7 separate regions of the Mus musculus genome follow, and all the other regions are linked to region 1. A link is a contact called in public promoter capture Hi-C data. All regions are on one chromosome and are shown on one strand. Each heading gives the region's core, a stretch centred on a gene start, on an enhancer-like site or on the middle of the called end of the contact. The rest is flanking DNA. Distances are from core to core; before and after follow the strand shown.

Evidence for each region. Promoter capture Hi-C pulls out the DNA fragments that hold promoters and counts their contacts. Capture Hi-C pulls out chosen DNA fragments and counts their contacts.
Region 2: a promoter capture Hi-C map of pre-B cells shows a contact between it and region 1, with 3 times the contacts expected there. The contact joins the promoter of Tor2a here to the promoter of Sptan1 in region 1. A contact is called at or near these places in 3 of 39 promoter capture datasets (liver and pre-B cells).
Region 3: a contact with region 1 is called in a promoter capture Hi-C map of adipose tissue, with 3 times the contacts expected there. The contact joins the promoter of St6galnac6 here to the promoter of Sptan1 in region 1. A contact is called at or near these places in 1 of 39 promoter capture datasets (liver) and 1 of 9 other capture datasets (adipose tissue).
Region 4: a contact with region 1 is called in a promoter capture Hi-C map of liver, with 4 times the contacts expected there. The contact joins the promoter of Brd3os here to the promoter of Sptan1 in region 1.
Region 5: a promoter capture Hi-C map of pre-B cells shows a contact between it and region 1, with 4 times the contacts expected there. The contact joins the promoter of Slc25a25 here to the promoter of Sptan1 in region 1. A contact is called at or near these places in 2 of 39 promoter capture datasets (liver and pre-B cells).
Region 6: a contact with region 1 is called in a promoter capture Hi-C map of neutrophils, with 5 times the contacts expected there. The contact joins the promoter of Ciz1 here to the promoter of Sptan1 in region 1. A contact is called at or near these places in 5 of 39 promoter capture datasets (the C10 cell line, liver, neutrophils and 1 more).
Region 7: a contact with region 1 is called in a promoter capture Hi-C map of liver, with 4 times the contacts expected there. The contact joins the promoter of Swi5 here to the promoter of Sptan1 in region 1. A contact is called at or near these places in 5 of 39 promoter capture datasets (cranial neural crest, hippocampal neurons, liver and 1 more), 1 of 484 Hi-C or Micro-C datasets (B cells) and 1 of 115 datasets of contacts at active chromatin or transcription factors (astrocytes).

The regions. Positions count from the first base shown.
Region 1 is chr2:29,964,173-29,967,087 of GRCm38.p6, forward strand. It overlaps Sptan1 (spectrin alpha, non-erythrocytic 1), which reads left to right and starts at 1,388. Exons shown (of 57, transcript NM_001177667.1): 1 at 1,388-1,613.
Region 2 is chr2:32,755,722-32,758,636 of GRCm38.p6, forward strand. It overlaps Tor2a (torsin family 2, member A), which reads left to right and starts at 1,513. Exons shown (of 5, transcript NM_152800.3): 1 at 1,513-1,729. The coding sequence starts at 1,579. It also overlaps a transcript of Ttc16 not described here.
Region 3 is chr2:32,605,495-32,608,409 of GRCm38.p6, forward strand. It overlaps St6galnac6 (ST6 (alpha-N-acetyl-neuraminyl-2,3-beta-galactosyl-1,3)-N-acetylgalactosaminide alpha-2,6-sialyltransferase 6), which reads left to right and starts at 1,491. Exons shown (of 7, transcript NM_016973.3): 1 at 1,491-1,617; 2 at 2,548-2,602. The coding sequence starts at 2,577. It overlaps Gm52551 (a long non-coding RNA gene), which reads right to left and starts at 2,407. Exons shown (of 2, transcript XR_003954025.1): 1 at 2,279-2,407.
Region 4 is chr2:27,441,001-27,443,915 of GRCm38.p6, forward strand. Brd3os (bromodomain containing 3, opposite strand) reads left to right here and starts at 1,436. Exons shown (of 2, transcript NM_001360791.1): 1 at 1,436-1,814; 2 at 1,928-2,915. The coding sequence starts at 2,383. The coding sequence ends at 2,637.
Region 5 is chr2:32,449,952-32,452,866 of GRCm38.p6, forward strand. Slc25a25 (solute carrier family 25 (mitochondrial carrier, phosphate carrier), member 25) reads right to left here and starts at 1,519. Exons shown (of 10, transcript NM_001164357.1): 1 at 1,116-1,519. The coding sequence starts at 1,373. It overlaps Naif1 (nuclear apoptosis inducing factor 1), which reads left to right and starts at 506. Exons shown (of 2, transcript NM_194335.2): 1 at 506-2,915. The coding sequence starts at 2,488.
Region 6 is chr2:32,361,778-32,364,692 of GRCm38.p6, forward strand. Ciz1 (CDKN1A interacting zinc finger protein 1) reads left to right here and starts at 1,421. Exons shown (of 17, transcript NM_028412.2): 1 at 1,421-1,521; 2 at 2,028-2,202; 3 at 2,442-2,557. The coding sequence starts at 2,033.
Region 7 is chr2:32,286,707-32,289,621 of GRCm38.p6, forward strand. It overlaps Swi5 (SWI5 recombination repair homolog (yeast)), which reads right to left and starts at 1,363. Exons shown (of 5, transcript NM_175190.5): 1 at 1,180-1,363; 2 at 891-939. It overlaps Golga2 (golgi autoantigen, golgin subfamily a, 2), which reads left to right and starts at 1,620. Exons shown (of 26, transcript NM_001080968.2): 1 at 1,620-1,690. The coding sequence starts at 1,643.

The DNA.
Region 1 (2,915 bases), core at 138-2,637:
GTAAAGAAGATGGCATTAAATGCTGTCCTCCAAGCACCTGCCTTTTGGATCTCAGGAGTCTGTGAAGCTGCCGCTGAGCTGTGGCCACTCCCTTTTTATTTTATTTTTTTTATTTTTTAAATCTCTCCTCTCCAAGGAAAATGACTAGGAATGTTCTTTCACCATCATGCCTACAGTCAGAGTAGCTTAGAAGTCACCTTGCAGATCCTAGGCTCAGCAGAAACCAAAGTGCAGAGGACCAGGAAGCTTGGGACTGGGCCTCATCCCAGTTCTGGAGCAATGCCCAGTTCTTTATAATTATTTAAATAGGAGGGTGGCTTGGTAACCAGGAGGCTGATGCCTGGCAGAGCTGCCTGACTACACAGGAATGAGCTGGGTGCTACTCCAATGGTTGCCACACAGCTGTCACCCAAAATGGAGGAAGGGAAAGAGCTTTTGCAGTAGGGGAGCCTGGCTACAGAGTTTAGTTCAGAGCCAGGCCCTGAAAAGGGTTGTGTATAAGAAAAAAATTACAGAAATTGTGTTTTCCTTTTCTCAGAAGTCTAGCACCCACTTGCTTAACGCTTGTGTTCAAATCTTAGGTTCTCTGATTGCTGCTTCGTGCTTGACCTGGGGAGAGAGCTACCTTCTATGTCATCAGGATGCTAATTTGTAAAATGGGAAAGGCAACATCTACCTTGTAAAATAAGAGCAGAGATTAAAAGCCCAAAGCACGTGCGGTGTCAGCTAAACAGCAAAGTTCAATTAATACTGGGGAAAGAAATAGTAATGTCGTTTATCAACTGGGACGAATACACTCTGTCTACTGGCAACAGGAAGATTGCTGAAGAATTCTCCATATCCTGAAATAAAGTCTTACGCCACAAATCAGTCTTTTTTTTTTTTTTTTTTTTCCCTAACCGGGATTTTTTTCCCTACCACCTCCTCAAACACGGATCCTTATATCATCTTTTTTTTTTTTTTTTGGCCCCATCCCCCACCAGAACAGGCAGACTTGGGTCTTCCAGAGCCAAGCCTCCCCCAGAAAAAGTGCAAAGAGGGAGCCAACATTCCAGTGAGATCATCCGAAAGGGACAGGGCGTCTTTCCGGCCAGGGCAGCAACATCCCCAGCCTGACTGCGGCGGCGGGCCCCGCCCTGCCCTTCGCCGCAGTCTCGGAAGGGCTCCCAGGGCGGAGGGGTGCGGCACAGATTCTCTGCAGGGCGGACTGGGCGGGGCAGGATTGCTCGGGTCCCACGCCGCGGCGGGCGGCTGCGGCGGCTGCTCCGCTCTGTGCCGCGCCCCGCACCCCTCGCAAGCGCGTTCCCGTCCTTTACCCCAACCCCCACCACCCCGCCCCGCAGCTTCGGCTCCTTCCGGACGCGCTCGGTCCTCTCCGTACTGCAGTGGAGCAGCGAGTCCCGCCTCTCGCGTCGCCAACCGGGGCACTTCCCTCACGCTCGCGCTCGGCCGCCGCGGGGGCGCGCGCGGCCGCTTATAAAAGCCACAGTGCGCGCGCGCCGCCGTCACTATCCGCTGCGGAGCGAACGGCGTGAGGCAGGGGCCGCGGCGGCGCATCTTTTTCCTCAGCAGCCCTCAGCGCGGCGACCCACGCCCCTCACCCCCAGGAGCCGGTAAGAAAGGGCGGTGGGCGGGAAGGGAAAGGCCGCGGGAGGCCGAGCACCGGAGCGATGTGGACAGATGAGCTGCGGAGCCTCGCGGGCGGCTCCGTGGGCCCCCGCCGCCGCCTTTTGTGGCGCGTGGGCTGCGGGGCGCGGCAGAGCCGGGCGGCGACCTGGAGTGTCACGGTCCGCCGAAGGTACGCGAAGGCCCCTTCCTGCGCCCGCGGCCCCACCCGTCGCGGCAGGTGGCGGGGGGTGGTCCTCGGCAGCACCCACCCGCGAGCGCCCCCGCACCGCCCGTCGCCCGCAACTGCGGCGCTCGCACCTCTCGGAGCCTCCTGTCTGCAGTGAAGGGCTCGCTGACCTTAATTTCATCCTGTGTGGCGGTCCCGGGCCCTCCGGCCGCAGAAAGGCCTCCTTTTTCTTTCCTGGTAATAAATGTCTTTTCTCTCCAGTGCCGACCTGCTCCAGTATAATAGTTAGATGCGGTGCCGCTTGGTTGGAGGAGATCCAAATCCAATAAATAACTTAATAGCTTACAGCTCTTTTCTTTCTATATAAGACATTAAGTCGAAGGCTTCTGGGTTTTTTGTTTTTTGGGGGTTTTTTTTTGGTCAAATTCTACTGCTGTGCCAGTGTGAAGTGATAGAACAGTCTTTTGTCTGAAGCTATCCCTGCAAATTTGATGAAATGCTTCTCCAGGAAAAATTTGATTTTAAAATCCTCTCAGGTACTAGAATTACACACACACATATGCACACACGCGCGCGCACACACACAAACACACACACACACACACACATCAAGAGGGCTTCTATGTAAGTAAGGGTCGGTGTGTTTTAAATGAATGTCCCAGAAAGGGTGAAATCATTTCGAACTGCTACACTTCATAGGGCTTTGTTGACTTTCATCTCTCTGTTTCTGTCTCTGTCCCTCTCTCTACAGGCTCTTACAGTGTAACTCCAGCTGGCCTGGAATTTGCTGAATAGCTCAGGCCGGCCTCAAACTCAGGATTTTCCTGCCTCAGCCTCTCAGATAATCAGGTTTTTCTATATAGAGACCCAAAACATTTTAAGTCGTTTGTTCTTTACCCTTGGTATTTTCAAAAAGCTAATTATTATGACTGTCAAGGAATACAAGAGAAACCAACCATATGAAGTATTTTAATAATGTGTTCAGAAATTGCGTTGTCATAGCAATTGGACTTAAGTAAAACAGAATGTATCAAAGATGGCAGGGTGGGGGTGTCTTGTAGCCAGGAAACAAGAGCTTAAGAATAGCACTAGCAACAGTGAGTTGCATGAAGCCATTGAG
Region 2 (2,915 bases), core at 263-2,762, 2.8 Mb after region 1:
GCAAGTTTGCTGGTGGTGATCACAGGCTAGGCCTGGGCCTCAGGAATCTGCTTACTGAATTAGAGACACAGGGGTTCTTTGCTCTGAGCTCTTGATATTAGATCTTCGACCACACCTGGAGGTGGGTTGAGTTCAATGGCTCAGTGACTAGGAAACTTGGATAAGAAGCTTAATGTCTTGGGTTCCAAATTCAATAGAACCAAGACAATAAGGGACCCCCTCTCCTTGGATTTATATTAGTCTTTAGCGTGTAGTAGTAGCTGGTAAGAAAGAGCAATACTCATTTACATATATATGCAAATTTTTTTAAGCTCTGAGAAACTTTTATTAGGGTTTAAAAGAAAAACCCTGGGGCAGGCAAGCTTTAAATCTCAGATGCTGCCTGGAGGAGGAGGATGGAGAAAGAAAAAAAGCCATGTCATTTGGATTAGTTGACAAAGAGGCTAGCCTCGCGATAGTCAGAGAGGGCTTTAGGGAGTGACACCCAAAGTGTTAGAGAGGTGTGCTTAGAAAAAAGAAGGGGCCGGGCAGTGGTGGTACACACCTTTAATCCCAGCACTCAGAGGCAGGCAGATCTCTGAGTTTGAAGCCAGCCTGCCTCAGAGCTAGTCCAAGGACAGCTGGGGCTACACAGGGAAACCCTGTCCCGAAAAGACAGAGACAAAGGAAGAAAAGTAAAAAGCACACTTTTGGAGTTCCTTAGACTTGTGAAGCTGCATCACTGCCTTTTGATTTACTTATTTATCCATTTTGTGAGTGTGTGTGTGAACTCACGCACGTGTAGAGAGGTTCAAGGACAATTTGCAGGATTGGTTCTTGATTTCCACCAGGTAGGCTCTGGGGATTGTACTCCGGTCTTTAGGCCGGTTGGCAAGTGTCTTTGCCTACAAAACCAGCTTTTTTTTGGGGGGGGGGGTTTGAGACAGGGTTTCTCTGTGTAGCCCTGGCTGTCCTGGAACTCACTCTGTAGACCAGGCTGGCCTCGAACTCAGAAATCTGCCTGCCTCTGCCTCCCAAGTGCTGGGATTAAAGGCATGCACCACCACGCCCAGCTCACAAAACCATCTTGAAGGTTCTATTTTCTGAGCCAAAAACACTTTATGTGACCACATCTCATTGAGCTGACCATCCCTGGGTATAGAGTAGGTACTGTTGCATCCCATGTAAGGCGCCTGCCTGACACTGGCAGAGACATTCTCAAAAGGCGGTTGTGAGCACTCTTCCGTCACATTTTTAAAAAGAGCTTGGAAAAGGCTCTCAGGAAAGTGTAAAGTCCGGCTCAAGTTTTTGTTATTATGTTGTTTCACTCTCTTAATCTTTTATTCTTTCTGAGGTAAGGTTTCGGGCCGCTAGTTACCCGTGACCATGGCAACGCGGGACTGGGTGGTTCGCGGGCTCCCCCAGGAGGCCTATTTGCAGTACTGCTGCGAGACAACCTGTGGGTTTTAGAGCCCCAAGGAAGGGGAGCCGGGAGTTGTAGGCAATGGGCGTGGCTGCCTCGGAGCGGTGCACACCGGGAGCTGTAGTTCACAGGTTCTGGCGGTGGGCGGCCTCTGACCGAAATCGGGCCTCAACCGGATGGCGGTGGCGAGGCACGGCTACCGGCCCTGGGGCTCGATCCTCGGGCTGCTCGGGCTGGCCTTGGCTGCCGCCGCCGCCTGGGACGTGGCTTCTCTGCGCTGCACCTTCGGCTCGTTCTGCGAATGCGACTTCTGGCCCGACTTGCCGGGTGAGGGGTGGGAGCCGGTGCGGACGGGCGGGCAGCCGGCAGTTCGCAGGGGCTCGAAACATCTGCCGCCCCGCCGGCCGCCGGCGGAGGTGGGGATCCGAGAGCCTCTGGTGCAAACCTGAGGAGAGGGTTTGGAGGGGGCCCGGTGGAGGGAAGCCTTTGACAGAGGGGCGCCCAGTGGCTTGTGGTAGGCCTCCCTTGTGCGGACTTGTCACACCGGGGGAGAAACCTGCCGTCGCCTGAACCTGTAGACAGCTGTCGTCTACTCGGGGCTGGTGCAACCCGGAGAACCGCCTCGAGGGGGCGGTGCCGCACTGGCCCTTGCCGAGGTGACTGATCCTGTCCCTCGTTTGGACACAAGTATCCCAGAGGTCTTAGACACATGCCTTCGACCCTCTGATGCTTTTTGTTTGTTTGTTTGTTTGTTTTCCCGACAGAATCTTTCTACACTGATTTGACTGTTCTGGACCTCACTATGTGGACCAGGCTGGTCTCAAACTCCCAGAGATCCACTTAGCTCTGCCTCCAGAGTGCTAAGAGATTAAGGGTTTGCACCACCATATTCTGGCTCTTTTTGTTTTTTGTTTTTTTAAAGATTTATTTATTTTTTTATTTATATGAGTACACTGCGACTGCCTTCAGACACACACTAGAAGAGGGCATCAGATCCCATTACAGATGGTTGTGAGCCACATGTGGTTGCTGGGAATTGAACTCAGGACCTTTGGCAGTCAGTGCTCTTTCCATCTTTCCAGCCTCCCCCTTTTTTTTTTAATATTTATGCTTTGCCTGCAAGTATGGTTACATCCATGTGCCCATGGAAGTTTGAAGACGGTGTTGGCTCCTCTGGGATGGACTTACAGATAGTTGAGAGCTACCATGTGAGTGGTAGGAATCGAACTTAAGTTCTCTGCAAGAGCAGCCAGTGCTGTTTGTTTGTTTGTTTGTTTGTTTGTTTTGAGACAGGGTTTCTCTGTGTAGCCCTGCTTGGCTGGCCTGGAATTTACTATGTAGACCAGGCTGGCCTCGAACTCAAAAGAGATCTCCCTGCCTGTGCCTCCCAATTGCCTGGATTAAAGGTGTGTTGGAATTCACCATAAACCCAGGCTGGCCTTTGATTGGGAGGATTACTGCTGCCTCTGCCTCCCAGGGGCTGAGCTGACAGACATGAGTCAACAGCCTGTCA
Region 3 (2,915 bases), core at 241-2,740, 2.6 Mb after region 1:
AGAAAAAAAAGAAAGAAAGAAAGAAAGAAAGAAAGAAAGAAAGAAAGAAAGAAAGAAAACCAAATCAAACCAAACAAACAAACTTTCCATTCTCCTGTTAGTAGATATCTGGACTATTTCTACTCTTGTGTTTCAAACTGTCCAGCTGTGACCTTCACTGTGTACATCTGCAGGACCTAATAGGTACCTAGGGTGGGGAATGGAAAGTTTTACTATGATGTTTTCCTAAGTAATTACAAAACAGAACTCTTTAAACATGCTTTCTCTTCCTAAATCTCCCCATCACCCTCTCAGGCATGCACGTTAACCCTCGTTCCCAGCCTCTTAGAACACTATGGGTAGGCAGTCTTTGTTTATGTAACCAGCTTTCTAACAGGCTACATATGCACATCCCTGTGTCCATACATGCACATCCCTGGATGTCTGGAGGCCAAAGGTCAGCCTCCAATGTTCTTTCCTTGACCTGGGAGGCCCAGAAAGGGTAAGCTAGCTGGAGGGGTCTCCTGTTCTTCCCACCCCCAGAATGGGGATTACAAACACGTGACGTCGCTGGGCGGGGGTAGCACACGGCTTTAATCCCACCACTTGGGGAGGCAGAGGGATCTCTGTGAGTTCAATGCCAGCTTGGTCTAGAGAGCAAGTTTCAGGACAGCCAGGGCTACACCAAGAAACCCTGTTTCGAAAGACAGAAGCAGAACACGGCATCGAGTCTGACATATTGACTATCTCCCTAGCCCTCAGGTTGCATTTTTCTTTAATTTTTCATTTTATTTTATGTGTATGGATGTTTTGCTTCCACATGTCTGTGTACCACATATATGTGCAGTACCCATGGATGCCAGAAGAGGGCGACAGATCCTCCTAGGACTGTGCTGGGAGTGGACCCCAGGTCCTCTAGAAGAGTTGCCAGTATTTGTAACTGCTGAGCCATCCAGTTGGTTGGGTCCAGATTGCTTCCTTTTAGTCACATAAAATAGTGCAACGAATATTTGAGGGTAGGATGAAGAGAGTTGAGCCAAGATCTCTCCATGTACCCCTGGCCGGCCCGGTACTCACTATGTCTATCAGGCTGGCCTTGAACTTGCAACAGTCTTCCGCCCTCTTCTATCTCCTAAGTAGGGTGCAGGCCTCTAAGCTACCAGGCCCATCAAAAGCTACGTTTTCAAACGTTGCTCTCTCCATTTTCCGGAGATAAGGAGATGAAGTACCAAGCTGCCTAGGGGATGGTTACTGGGTCTCTACGAGGGGGAGTCCAGGTAATTAATAACCAGAGTTCGAACCCAGTGATCTCCGCGTTTCGGATTCCCCATCCGAGGTCCTGGTGTCCATTTGGAGAGAGAGAAATGGATGAGATTTGGGATGGGGCGCGGGGCACGAGGGTGCTGTGGGAGAGCGTCTCTCCTCTCTGGCACCTCCCTGGGGCGGGGCCATCCGCAGCCTGAGGCTCCGCCCTCTCGCTCGGCCCTAACGGGACTGCGAGCGCCGGCGCTAGGACCCGGCGGGCTGGAGCTGCGGCGGGGCCTGGGCGGCCAGAGCGGCGCGGACCCCGGTTCTCGGCTCCCGGCGCCATGTGACGGGGTGCGGGGGCCGCGGGGGGCCGGGCGCTCCCCGGCGGAGGTGAGCCGGTGCTGCGCGGGGGCGGGCAGCAGAGCGGGAGGGGGCTTGTGCTTGCGCCTCGGCAGTGGGGAGCCGCTGATAAGGGGGGAGCCCCAGGGCTCCCCGAGACCCACTCTGCTTGCTAACTGCACCCCGAGATCTAGCGGGATTCTTTGGGCCTCTCGTGTTGGAGATGGGGCGACCCTGCCGCGGCCCCGCACCCCTCCCCTGCAGAGCCGGGGTCAGGATAGGATGCTTGACCCTAGGGTGCAGCGGCAGAAGATGGGGAGCGGGGCTGAGCCTCTCACGAGGCACTCGGGGGTACCCTGCTCCCGTCACCTGGAGAAGCCCCAGAGCGAGCTCAGGGTGCGGCCCTCACCCTCAGCCCAGAGCTCAGCCTCCGCAGGTCCAGCCTTGGAGCTGAGTCTAGGCTTCTGGGCTGCCACCTCCCCAGCGGAGTCAGCAGCTCCCCACCAGGCCTGGCCACTCCGAGCCGAACTAGATGTCTGGCGCACGCACAGGCTACAAGGGGACCCTCCCGGGAGACCCTTTCAGGCTCCGCCCTGTAAACAAACACTACAAGATTCCCCCCTCCCCCGCTTGCTCCTGCTCCCTGCGAGGCGCGTTGCCTCTCTGATCCCTCAGTCTCCTCATCTGTGAAATGGGGAGCAAGAGCACCTACCAGGCGTTGCCTTGAAAAGTGTGTAGGCAGGCGATGCTTTGCGTAGCTCCGGAGCATGTTTCGTAATATAAGGGAAGTCCCCGGCTTGGGGTCAAGAGGGGGAGGATTGTTTCTGGGACAGGCTTGTGCAGGGGCGGGCATTGAACGGAGTAACCCGAAGGCTTAGGATTTCTGATATAGTACTTTCAAGCCTTCGGCTCTCCTTTTCACAAATGCATGCATCTTTCCAGTCGCCCCAGGAGTTACCAGTTCTTATTCCCATTTCACAGATGAGGAAACTGAGGCTCAGAGAGGTCACATGGCTTGCTCGAGGCCCCCCAGCCAGTAAGTGTGGACCCGACATTCGCACTGGCACCTGATACGCTGTTCTGACCATGGCGTTCTCAGAGCAGGACCGTGACGGGCCTGACCGGGGGAACCGTAGTCCTGGCTGAGGGCACTGCTCAGGCAAAGGTGGGAAAGTGGGGCGTGGGCCTGGGACCTGGAGTGCTCCAAGTGTCTGGAGCACGGGGCATGCGCAAGACAGGGTAGTAAGACGGTGGTCTGTCTGGGAGCTGTGGCCAGACCCAGGGGAGCTTTGAATGCTGGAGGTGTCAGGGTTAATGGGGGCGACTCTAGGATTCTGGCCTCCTGTCTT
Region 4 (2,915 bases), core at 186-2,685, 2.5 Mb before region 1:
CCTCGAAAATTCCTGCCACCACCATCCCACCCTGCTCCTTTTCCAACACCCACTGATGTCAATATTCTTAACTGGCATCGGACTAAAGTGTGAAAATAGAACTTATGCAGAAAAATGATGGACACGGGGTCACAGTGTTTGGTCGGGTGTAATAGGAGTGTATGCTGAATTTTCCTGGGGCTTTAGGACAATTCAAATGAGCAGTATGTGGAATGGCGGAATTTCGCAGCTACTTTTGAAATGATGCATCCCACACCACATTAAATAAATTGAAAACAAATGTGCCCATCATCTGAGTGGGATGTCAATAATAACAGCAATAGGTCTGAGAAGGAAACTGCACAAAGAAAATAAGGACTGAAGACAAAGCTTAGCCTTAGAGCACTTGCCTAACATGCCCAAGGCCGTGGCGTCAAACTCCAGACCACAAAAGCTCCAACCCAAACATAAAATTAATCCCAGCACTGTGGGAAGCAGAGGCAGGTGGATTTCTGAGTTCGAGGCCAGCCTGGTCTACAAAGTGAGTTCCAGGGCAGCCAGGGCTATACAGAGAAACTCTGTCTCGAAAAAACAAAAAAAGAAAGAAAGAAAGAGAGAGACGGAGGGAGGGAGGGAGGGAGGGAGGGAGGGAGGGAGGGAGAGAGAGAGAGAGAGAGAGAGAGAGAGAGAGAGAGAGAGAGAGAGAGAAAGAAAGAAAGAAAGAAAGAAAGAAAGAAAGAAAGAAAGAAAGAAAGAAAGAAAGAAAGAAAGAAAGAAAACCTCAGAAACCATGTTAGGATCGAGAACTGGGAAGGTGCCTAATGCTAACTCCTAATCCCTCTTCAGCATCTCCTCCAGGTTTCCTAGCCGCTCCTCACCCTCCATGCTCCTCCTTACAATGCCCCCAAGCTCTTCTCCCCAGCTCTTAGCCCCATCTCCCTCCCAGTCCTGACTCCAGAGTGTCTTCCCCAGGCTCCTTTTCTATCCTGGCTTCTCCCTTTGTGTTTACCACCCCCTCCACTCTGCAATGCCCACTCTGCTTCCCCCAAACGCCTCTTCTTCCTCTGCCTCTTCAGGCTCCTCCTCTCAATCCTCATCCTCTCCTCCCTAGCTCTGTCTTCTCCTAGCATTCCTTTCATGCTCCCCCCTCCAGAGCCTCCCCATCTCCTAGATTCTTCCCCCACTACACACTCCCAAATTTCTCGGGATCCTCCTCTCTCTCCACTCTCTCCTTATCCTGGATCTCGCTCTGCCTCTTTCTCCGGCTCCTCCTCTCTTCAAGCTCCTCCCCTCTCCCTTTTCTCTGGATCTCCTCCTCCCCCTATTCTCTCCGCCCCCTAACCTAAGTTCTCTCCAAGCTCCCCCTCCCACTCCAGTCCTTCCCCTTTCCTTCCCCACCGCCCTCTGGACGCTCCTCCTCTCCCTCTAGGTCTTTGGCCCCGCCCACAGAATGATCGATGTGTCCGTCTGCAGGCTGGTCCTCGGTGCTCGGCTCGCCACGCCTGCGACGCTGCCATGGAGACGTAGCCGCGGCCTCCTGGCTCTGCCCGGGACCTGGATCCCTTGCGTCAGCAGGCCCACGCGTGTCCGCGAGCGCCGGTGGCAAAGTCTGCTTCGCTGGAGCATCCGGGCAAGCGGTGACTTTGCTGGCCGCTGGGGCGTAGGGCTCGCATCCTTCCTCCTTCCAGTAGCTCTCTACTCCATAGCTGAGGACCGCTTCTCTCACCAGCGGAGAGGAGACCCTGGGACCGCCAACCGTCTGTGGGTTATTAAGGGACCTGCGATTGTCCATCCGCCTCATCCTTCCGCTCAGCTCAGCTCAGCAAGCTGCATCCGTGAGTAACCTCGCTTGAACACTCTGGCCCATAGAGGCTGCTCCTGGTGGTGAGGCCCATGCTGGGCCTGTCCCCGACTCCCCTCCCCTTCCGACAGTTTCTTCCCTTTGTAGTGTCACCCTTGGTAAGAGTGGAAGACTGGCTAGAAGAAAGGACCTGAACCAACGCTTAGTCCACATCCCCATTGTGTTTTGAGCGGGGTGGACAGGCCAGCCCCTGCTGCAGACACCCTGGATACATCTCTTTGAGCTCAGCAGTATTGCAGCGGCAGTGGACACCTGATAAGCTTCCCAGGAGTGGTGTGGAGTCACTGTCAACACTAGAGCACTTTGTCTGGAATGGCTCTCACGTGGCTCCTGAATGGTCAGAGATGTGTCTTGGATTCTCCTGCCCTCCTGAGGATCTTGCCTATGGAAGGTCTAAGTTACCTACTTTCACTATTAAGTTGAACAAGGACTCCCAAACCCAACAGCCATCAAGGTTGTTGGCCAACTAGTTACAAAGCACAGCAGCCGGCTGTTCCTGGCCTAGGAGGAAAGCCAGGTGTGCAGGACGCTGGGCCTGTGGGATGAGTGGGCGAGTCCCGCTGGCAGAAAAGGCCCTGTCAGAATCCTATGCCCGCCTCCGGTACAGGGATACGTCCTTGCTCATTTGGCAACAAGAGCAGCAGAAGTTGGAGTCTGTACCACCTAGTACATACCTGAGCAGAAGCCGCAGCATGTGGTACTCCCAGTATGGAAATGAGGCCATCTTAGTTCGAGACAAAAACCAGCTTGGGGTCTCTAGGGACACTGGCCAGTCTAAGTTTTGCTCAATCATGTAATTCCAGGGAGAAGACCCTTGATGGCCATGAAGATCAAGCCGTGGTATAAAAACGCAACACCCAAGAATGTCATCCAACACTTTATTAGGGGCACAACAGGTACCTAGATGCTCCTCTCACTGCCCAAGCCCAGGAAATGCTTCCAAACAAAAGGGAAGCAAGAGAGACACACACCCCGACCCTCACCTGCTGTGAGCTGCTGCCTGATATAGAATGGATCAGGTCCAGGGTAAGGAGGTGACTCTTCTTGCAGGGTCCCAGATCTGTCAGCTCACTGC
Region 5 (2,915 bases), core at 269-2,768, 2.5 Mb after region 1:
GTTAAAGTCAAACTGAAAAACCAACATGAAACAGAAAGGGAAGAAAAAGCCACTGCTCAGGGCTTCTTGTGCAGGAAGGATAGTAGTTCTGTTTCTTGCAGACCCAGAAATGGCCATTTCTCCACCCCTGTCTCCCAGTCTTGGCCCATCCCTTTCCAGCCAACAAATATCCTTAGATGTATCTAACTTTCATTTTTTGAAAAAAGTTCCAATTGAGCGATGGTGGCAAAGGCCTTTAATCCCGGCGCACTCAGGAGGCAGAGGCAGGTGGATCTCTGATTCCGAGGCCAGCCTGGTCTACAGAGGGCGTTCCAGGGCAGCCAGGACTACATTGAGAAACACTGTCTAGAAAAAAAAAATCCCCAAAACCAACCGAACAAACAAAAAAAGAATCTTTCTTCAGATTCTTTAACATATTCGCACTCCAATTCGACAAAGGGATCATGACCCAGTGTTCTGAAACAGCAGTGGGGGGCTGGGTCTAAGCCATGAGAAAGAACTGTTCAGTCTTCATCACCCACATCCACACTGATCTGCCTAGAACCCCAGTTCCCATTTTTTTCTTCCCCAACACCCACATGTCTCTGTGAGCAACCAGATTAGAGGCACCGGTGGCATGGAAACGAGAGTGGGGGGAGAAGAGCGAGCGAGCGAGAGACAGACAGACAGACAAGGGGTGCCAATGAGAATGGGTGGATAGGAACCTAGGTGTTGAGGGAGGATGGGCACCAACTTGGCCTTGAGGTCCGTAGGGCAATCTTGAGATCTATCTGTCCTTCTATCTAGAGGGAAGTAGAGGGGGCTTTCTGTCCATCAAAGAGACCCAAGGGTGCCCATCTGTAGCCACGACGAGCTTTTCTCACGGCCCCATCTCCCACCTGAGGAGCCCCACACTAACAAGGTGTGAATTTCCTTTCCATCTGTCAGTGGAGGGACACTATCCCCCCCAACACCAGGGGTTCCGCTCAGCTCTAGCAGCGTCCGTCGAAACCTGACAGGCTACAGAAAGCAGCCCGAGAAGTCCTGCGGTCCCGACCCGTCCCCTTGGCGTCGGTCTCTCTCCTCAAGACCTCCCGGATCCTCCCCGCCCGCGCGGACGGCGCACGCAGACTTACCCGGAGCTCGCCCTCCGTGCGGTGCAGTCCCAGGCGCCGCAGCCCCACCGCCAGGTCGTTGACACACAGGCCGCCGTCGCGGTTGACGTCGAGTGTCTGGAAGAGGCTCCACAGGCGTAGCTGGTGGTCCGGGCCGCCACAGACGGCGCCGCCGCACGGGTCCCCTACAGAAGCCGGCGACGAGGCGGACGACGAGGCGGTGGCGGCGGCGTCCGGCGGCGGGGAGGCCACGCAGCGGCACAACACACTGCTCACCATCGGGCGCGAGGCGGGGGCGCCGGACGCCGGGCTGAAGGCGGCAGGAGAGCGACCCGAGCGCGGAAGCACGCCGGCTTTCCTCAGACAGCGAGCGCGGGCTCCGAGAAGCCGGCCGACTGGAGGGAGGGGCCGCTTCCGGGAGCCCCGCCCCGCGGCGCGCAGAGGCGCTGACCGCGCCCTCTGGCGCACTGCCGACCAATCATAGGCCGGTATGTCGGCTCCGGGATCAATGAGGGGGCGGAGTCACCGTGCCAGCTCGAAGGCGATTCAAACTGAGGGAGCCGGGGATTGGCTGAAGCTGGGTAATAGGCAAGCAGAAAGCCTTGTGTCCAATTCCCATTCAGAAGCTCTATTTAGACTGCGGAATGATGAGGCTGAGAGGAGCGTTGTGTAAGGAGAGATCGTAGCTAACAGTGGAAATGAAATGTATATGAGGGTAACTGTGGACTGAAGTTAGAAAACACAGCACCATTGAATAAAATGAAAATTTAACGGGCTGACGACTCGAAACCGAGAACACGAATCAAAATCAGGAGGCTAAGCTTTAGGAGTCTTCTAAACTGCCAATAAAACAACTGAATTTTACAACGTAATAGTCGCGACACGAACTGAACGACAGTCTGCTTTTCCAATGGAAGTGAATAATGTCCGTGTGGGCGGACATCCTGAAGCGACAGACAAGACTTTAGACCAATGACCAGGCCAGTTCTAGCAAAGAGGTGTGTCCTCTAGGAGGAATGGCAGGCCTGGAGAGCCAGTGATCGGCCAGATATTTGAGCCACGCCAAACCTGGAGGGCGGGGCTTCTCAGGGATGTGCCGAGGGGCGGGAAGAAGGGAAGTGGGCGGATCTCCGCACACCCCAGCGGAAGAGGCAGATTCAGGAAGCCATTACGCAGCTGGCTGGCGGCGGTCGGGCCGGTCAGGGCTGGGCCCTACGCACTTTGCGTAGCGAGGGGGGTTACTTAAGGCCTGGTACTTGGCCTTGAACAAGCCCTGCCTGTCCCCCTAAAGGGGGTGGGAGTGAAAGAGAGGCGAGGCTGAGGAAGAAGAGAAGAGAAATTGGGGCTGTTAAGAGCATTATAATTTCTTTAAAAAGAGAGGAAAGGGGAGGCCATGGCTGTCCCAGCCAAGAAGAGGAAGATGAACTTTTCAGAGCGGGAAGTGGAGATCATCGTGGAGGAACTGGAACTGAAGAAGCACCTGCTGGTGAACCACTTCAATGCTGGGGTCCCTCTGGCTGCCAAGAGTGCAGCCTGGCATGGCATCCTGAGAAGGGTCAACGCTGTGGCCACCTGCCGTAGGGAGCTGCCCGAAGTCAAGAAGAAGTGGTCCGACCTCAAGACCGAGGTCCGTCGCAAGGTTGCCCAAGTCCGAGCTGCTGTAGAAGGTGGCGAAGCTCCAGGGCCCACAGAAGATGATGGAGCTGGTGGGCCTGGGACAGGCAGTGGCAGTGGTGGCAGTGGCACAGCCATAGCTCCTGTACTGCTGACCCCTATGCAACAGAGGATCTGCAACCTGTTGGGTGAGGCCACCATCATCAG
Region 6 (2,915 bases), core at 171-2,670, 2.4 Mb after region 1:
GCCAAGACCAGTGGGGCTAAGGGGTGTCCGCAGTGGCAGGACCTTTTTAGGGGCAGGTAAGAGCCATTAAAGAAAGTAACTGTGTCAGACGTGGTGGCAGAAGCCAGCGGGTTTCTGTGAATTCGAGGCCAGTCTGGTCTATAGTGAGTTTCCATATGTAGCCATTGCTACACAACACAATGAAACGGAAAAGGAAATCAGAGGCTTGGGAACTTGTTAAGTGGTTAACGTTTGTTCTTCTTCCAAAGGACCCAGGTTCAGCTCCCAGCACTCCCACAGGTGGCTCACAACCATCCACAAACTTCTTCCTAGGGGATCAGATGCCCTCTTTAGACCTCTGCAAGCACTAGGCACATACAAAGTACACACACATACATGCAGGCAAAACATTCATACACCTGAAATAAGAATACATATTTAAAAGACGGGGGTGAGAGGCGGGCGTGGTGGCGCACGCCTTTAATCCCAGCACTCGGGAGGCAGAGGCAGACGGATTTCTGAGTTCGAGGCCAGCCTGGTCTACAAAGTGAGTGCCAGGACAGCCAGGGCTATACAGAGAAACCCTGCCTCAAAAAACCAAAAACCAAAAAAAAAAAAAAAAAAACCAAAAAAAAAAAAAACCAAAAAAAAACAAAAAACAAAAAAAAACAAAAACAAAAAAACAAAAAACGGGGATGAGGAGAGATAGCTCAGTGGTTAAGAGCACTTGTTCTTGCAGAGGAGCTGGGTTCGATTCCTAGCACTCACAAGACAATTCACAAATGTTTCTAACTCTAGTTCCAGGATGTACAAGATATACACGATATACAGATACACATACGTTCAAAACACTCATACACATAAACTAAATCTTTTTTAAAAAAATGTAAAAAACAAAACTATTTTTTTAAAGCTGAATTCACCACACATACGCGCGCCCGCTTGCTCTTGTCCCAGCCCCACGCGGGCTCGGGATCTGGGGACAGTGGTGGCATTGGGGAGGTCAGTTGGGATCTGACCGACTGTCGGTCCCCTTTGCCCCTGCCAGATAAACAGACGGCCGTGGGAACTCAGAATCGCCCCTTCCCGATGCTGGGATCTGGGGACAGGAGCCTACGCTGCCCGGCGCCTCATAGCACCTGGGAGCCACCGCGGCTCTAGCGATTGCAGATTGGTCGCGGTCCCCGCGACGTGACCTGCGCGCGAGGCTTGTTCGCCCGCCGCGGCGTCCGCGCTGAGGCCTCCGCACCTCCAGAGGGCGCTCTGCGCGGGAGTGGCCAGCCGCTGGGCCTTCGGAGTGTCCCGGTCCGGTCACCGTCCCGAGCAGCCCGGGAGCTCCGGAGCCCGCCTTACGAGTCAGCTCGTGGCTTTCACGGTTTCGGTTTTCGTGGATTGCCGGGAGGTGAGGGGGAGCCAGTGTGGTGCCCGCCCCGGAAGCGACAGTGGAGGAGGGTTGGGCACCCCGGGAAGGGTGGACCGCAGGGATAGCGGCTACTTGCAGAGAGCCTACGGGCTTTGTGGACAGGCGAGGCCACAGGATTAGTTAAGTGGCGTTGGCTATATCTGCGAGGGAAGGGAGTGGAGGGATGAGGGACAACGGAGCGGGGTGGGGGTGTGCTGCGGCGGACGGAAGCGTTTCCCATCCAGGGTTCATGGATTTAAGTGACACAATTTAGGGAGAGGACAGCGGAATCCAAAACAGGGAAGTGTGCACGGGAAGCACCAGGAAGTGTAGAGTGACTGACAGGCAGGAGATGGGAGTGGAAAGGTGTGCTCCGATTAGAAGGTTGGACCGCCAGAGTTGAAGAGATGGGAGGGAAGATAAAGAACTGAAGGCGTGTCTGTGTGTGTATCCTGTTCTGGCAGCTGACCGGAAGAACTGGAAGCCCCGAAGCCCCGGGTATAAATGCAGCGTGCTCTTGGCGTGGGTGGGACTGTGTAGCGGTGAAGCTTAGCAGGCGTTATGCTGGGGTGGGTGTTTTGGGAGGGGAGAGAAGCTGGATCATCCCAAAGTGGTGATCTGACCCTACCCACCATACCCCCTTCAGCCACCATGTTCAACCCGCAACTCCAGCAGCAGCAACAGTTGCAGCAGCAGCAGCAACAGTTGCAGCAGCAGCTCCAGCAGCAGCAGCTCCAGCAGCAGCAACAGCAGATACTGCAGCTCCAACAGCTGCTGCAACAGTCCCCACCACAGGCCTCCTTGTCCATTCCTGTCAGCCGGTGAGTTTTCCACTTCCAGGAGCAGTCTGAGGTCTGACGGCTCAGACCCACATTTTGGAGCCTGGCTCCCAGTAGTTATTTTTTCCCCAGGGGCATCCTTGTTTGAGTATTAAATGTCATCAGTTTCTACCTTGGAGGGGATCCTCCATCTGCCATTGAGATGGAGAGAATGGAGGTGAGAGACCTCCGGGTAGATGGCTTTCCCAGGACCCCTCTGACACCCTACTCCCATCACACAGGGGCCTCCCCCAGCAGTCATCCCCGCAACAGCTTCTGAGTCTCCAGGGCCTCCACTCGACCTCCCTGCTCAATGGCCCCATGCTGCAAAGAGCTTTGCTCCTACAGCAGTTGCAAGGTATGGCAGTTCCCCGTGGCCCTCAGCTTCTTCCTAACCCATTCATTCTTACCAACACTCACAGCGGCCCTAACAGCATCCTTATAGATGAAGATACCAGGCTCCCAGGAGATGAAGTCCACAGGCTACTCTGCTAAGTACAGGGTTACCGGGCTACGGTGCTGGCCGTTCCTGCCTCTGCTGATAAACCTAAGGGGAGGCACACCCGTAACCCCCCTCTACAAATGAGGATAGCAACCTGAGGCCCAGAAGAGGGACCATGTGCCCATAGTCACAACACAGGTAGAAGCTAATTAGACAGCCATCACTTGGTATCCCTACCAGGACCCCAGCGTGGACAGCCTTTCGGGGTGACTTT
Region 7 (2,915 bases), core at 113-2,612, 2.3 Mb after region 1:
TCTGGGACCAGCCTGCCTCCATCTGAGGCTTAAAAGCCATCTTATTAAGTACAAAATACACTCAATCCTCTTTATGATTAAACCTGCTTCTCAAGGAATTGGGCTATGCCCCACCTAAAACCTTAACTTCAAATGGTTCTGCATGGCCTGTTACAGGGATGGCAGTCTTGTCTTTGTTCCAAAAAGTTGTTTATAACCATCTTGCAACCCCACCTTTGTTTCAAAAGGAAGACCTTGTTCTGCCCATCTTGCAATCATGTCTTTGAGGAGGTCATTTGGACTAACGGGTATGCTTATGTTCTGCCTCTGTAACCCCACCAAGTCCCCATTTAGAAACCCCCTACCCCTGAACTCTAAAAAGCCTTGTCGTCCTCAATCCGAGGCTGACTTTTCGAGCTCCGCCTTAGGGACCCGTTTACACGAATTAAAATGTTTGCTTTAACCAACTGTTTGCTTTGAGTTGGCCACTATGATTTGGGTCTTTCTCCTCTAATCTTTGGTATTGACAACTGTCTCAAAGGGAAGGGGTATAAAAAAAAAAGAAATTACTAAAAAGAAGCGAATCATCTAAAAGAGTACTTTAAAAATTCATCTTTTGAGGATGAGAAATGAATAACTTTGAGTTTTGGGGGTGGCATTGGGAGTGGTCAGCATAAAGATGCACATATTTCTTGACTGGGGAACCATGCAGGGACTGGTGGCAGGCTGGGTGAGGGGACAAAGCAACGAGCAAGAGCGGTTGGAGAAGCGTAGGCATCGGGCAGGTAGGACTGGGAGGGGAGGAACCCATGTCTGAGAAAGGAAAGAGAAGGAGTGGAATTAGGAAAGGGCTAAGCTTGGAGGCGACCGGCGGGTGCTGGGATGCAGAGGGGTGGGGCTGATATACTCACCGGTGATCGGTAGCCGCCATGGTAAAGTCGGCTGAATTCTGACTCACCCCTGGGGAGGAACCCGAGAAAAAGGCTGATGAGGATGGGGTTACCGAGGGGGCGCGGGAGCCGCAGCTGCAAGAGGTTGGGTCGGGACCCAGCTACTGGGATGGGGTGGGGGTCTTTGGGGTCGGGGTGCGCATCGTGGGAAGGGGAAAGTGTGGAGAACGGGTTACGGAGAGGCCTGGTGAGGAGGCGTGAGGGGTCGGGCAAGGGCTGGAAAACGAAGCGCGGCGCGCTCCTCACCCACCTCCTGAACCCTAAGGTCCGGGGCACCCGGAGTGGGGTGGGCTTAAACTCGGAAGGGTCCAGGGTTGGGGTTAAACGGCTGCTTCAGGGAACTAGAAACCGACGACGGAGACCACCAACCGCCCCACGTCAGGCTGCGCACGCACCAAGTTAAAGCGGTTCCGCCCCTGCTTCCCATAGGCCGCTGTGAGGGGTCATGGCTGCGCGCGCAGCTCTCGTCGTTAACTCCACCCGTCGCTCAGGCCTCGCGACCGCGTGGCCACGCCTCCCTGTCGTTCATCGTTCTCATCAGCCAATGGGCTTGGAGAAGGTAGGTCACGCTGGGTTTCCGAGCGTCCAAGGGGCGCTCTGCACCCGCCTTCTCTGGCCCTTGTAGAGAAGCCGTAGCTTCCGGAAGCAGTTTCGCGGTGGCTGCCGGGATCGTGGTGATGTGGCCCCCCCGCTTCCCCCCTCCCCGCCCCGGGATGTCGGAAGAAACCAGGCAGAGCAAATTGGCTGCGGCCAAGAAAAAGGTAAAGCGCTCCGGGTCGCGGCCCCTTGACCCCACCCGAGCTCCTCCAACGGCAGGACCCATGACCAGAGTCCGAGTCTTTCCCGAGACACACGGGTAGAAGAACCCCTCAGCGCCCTGGGCTCCCCCAGTGAAGTCTTCTCAGCCAGCCCCGCCCCCTCAGCAACCCAGCCCCCGCCCTCTCAGTCGCCCCTAGGTGACTTTGGTCAGTGACACAGGGTCTCTTAGCCCCCGGCTCCGGACGCTCCAATCCAGACCTCCCAGGGCACCTGTCTCCAAGGTCCTCGGTCCTGGCCCTGTAGGCGACTCGGGCGTTGGTAGTATGGAGTGGAATGTAGTTACGTCACAGTCCCCCCTCGAAACTGTCATTACTACTCCGAGTCTGGTTTGGATTGCTCCACCTGCTCACCTAATGTTGTTGCCCCTTTTCCCGTTTCTCTGGTGGAGAACCCATTTCCACCTGGAAGGGAGCCCAAGTGTGGAATCTAGTGCGGAGACGCTGTAGGCGCCCGCATTCCCTTAACTTAGCATTAGTGTGAGCACAACACTGTCAGCACCCCTTGCTGACATGGATTGGTTTGGTTTGGATTTGGTTGTCTGCTCTCTAGAGAGACTGTAATCTCTCTGGAGCAAAACGCATGTTATAGTGTTGATCAGTGTCTTGGGGAACTGAACTTAACTTAAAATTCAGCCAGAATGTCTTTTCCAACTGGGGTGGTGAGAAGCACGGGATGCGGGTGAGGCATCTCACGGGAAACATCACTTTCCCATGCTTCTTTTGAGAGAAAAAAACCATAAAAGTCTGGTTTGGCATTTTCATAGATTTGTAGAGACTTCTCTCTGCGATGACAAGGGCTGTGCCCTTTCTGTTCCCATGTTCACTAAAGCCGTGGCTTCACGGTTTCTGCCCTTCTGTCATGTTGTAAACTTAGGAAGCAGGTTTAGGAAGTACTGCGGTGTACCTTTAGTATGTGTTGCTAAAACGGCCCCAGTGGAGTTAGGAGTGGAGCTGAGTTGTTAGGGTGTTTGTTTAGTATATACAAGGGCCTGTTCAGTACTCAGCGTAGTTTGCAAGAGTGGTGGCCTACCATGTATGAGGCTCTGGCTTGGATCCTGCAATGGCATTAGCTGGGCAGAGCAATGCATGCCTCTAATTTCCAAGACTGGAGGTAGAGGCAGAAGGATCAGGCCTTCAAGGTTATTTTTGTCTATATATGGAATTTGAG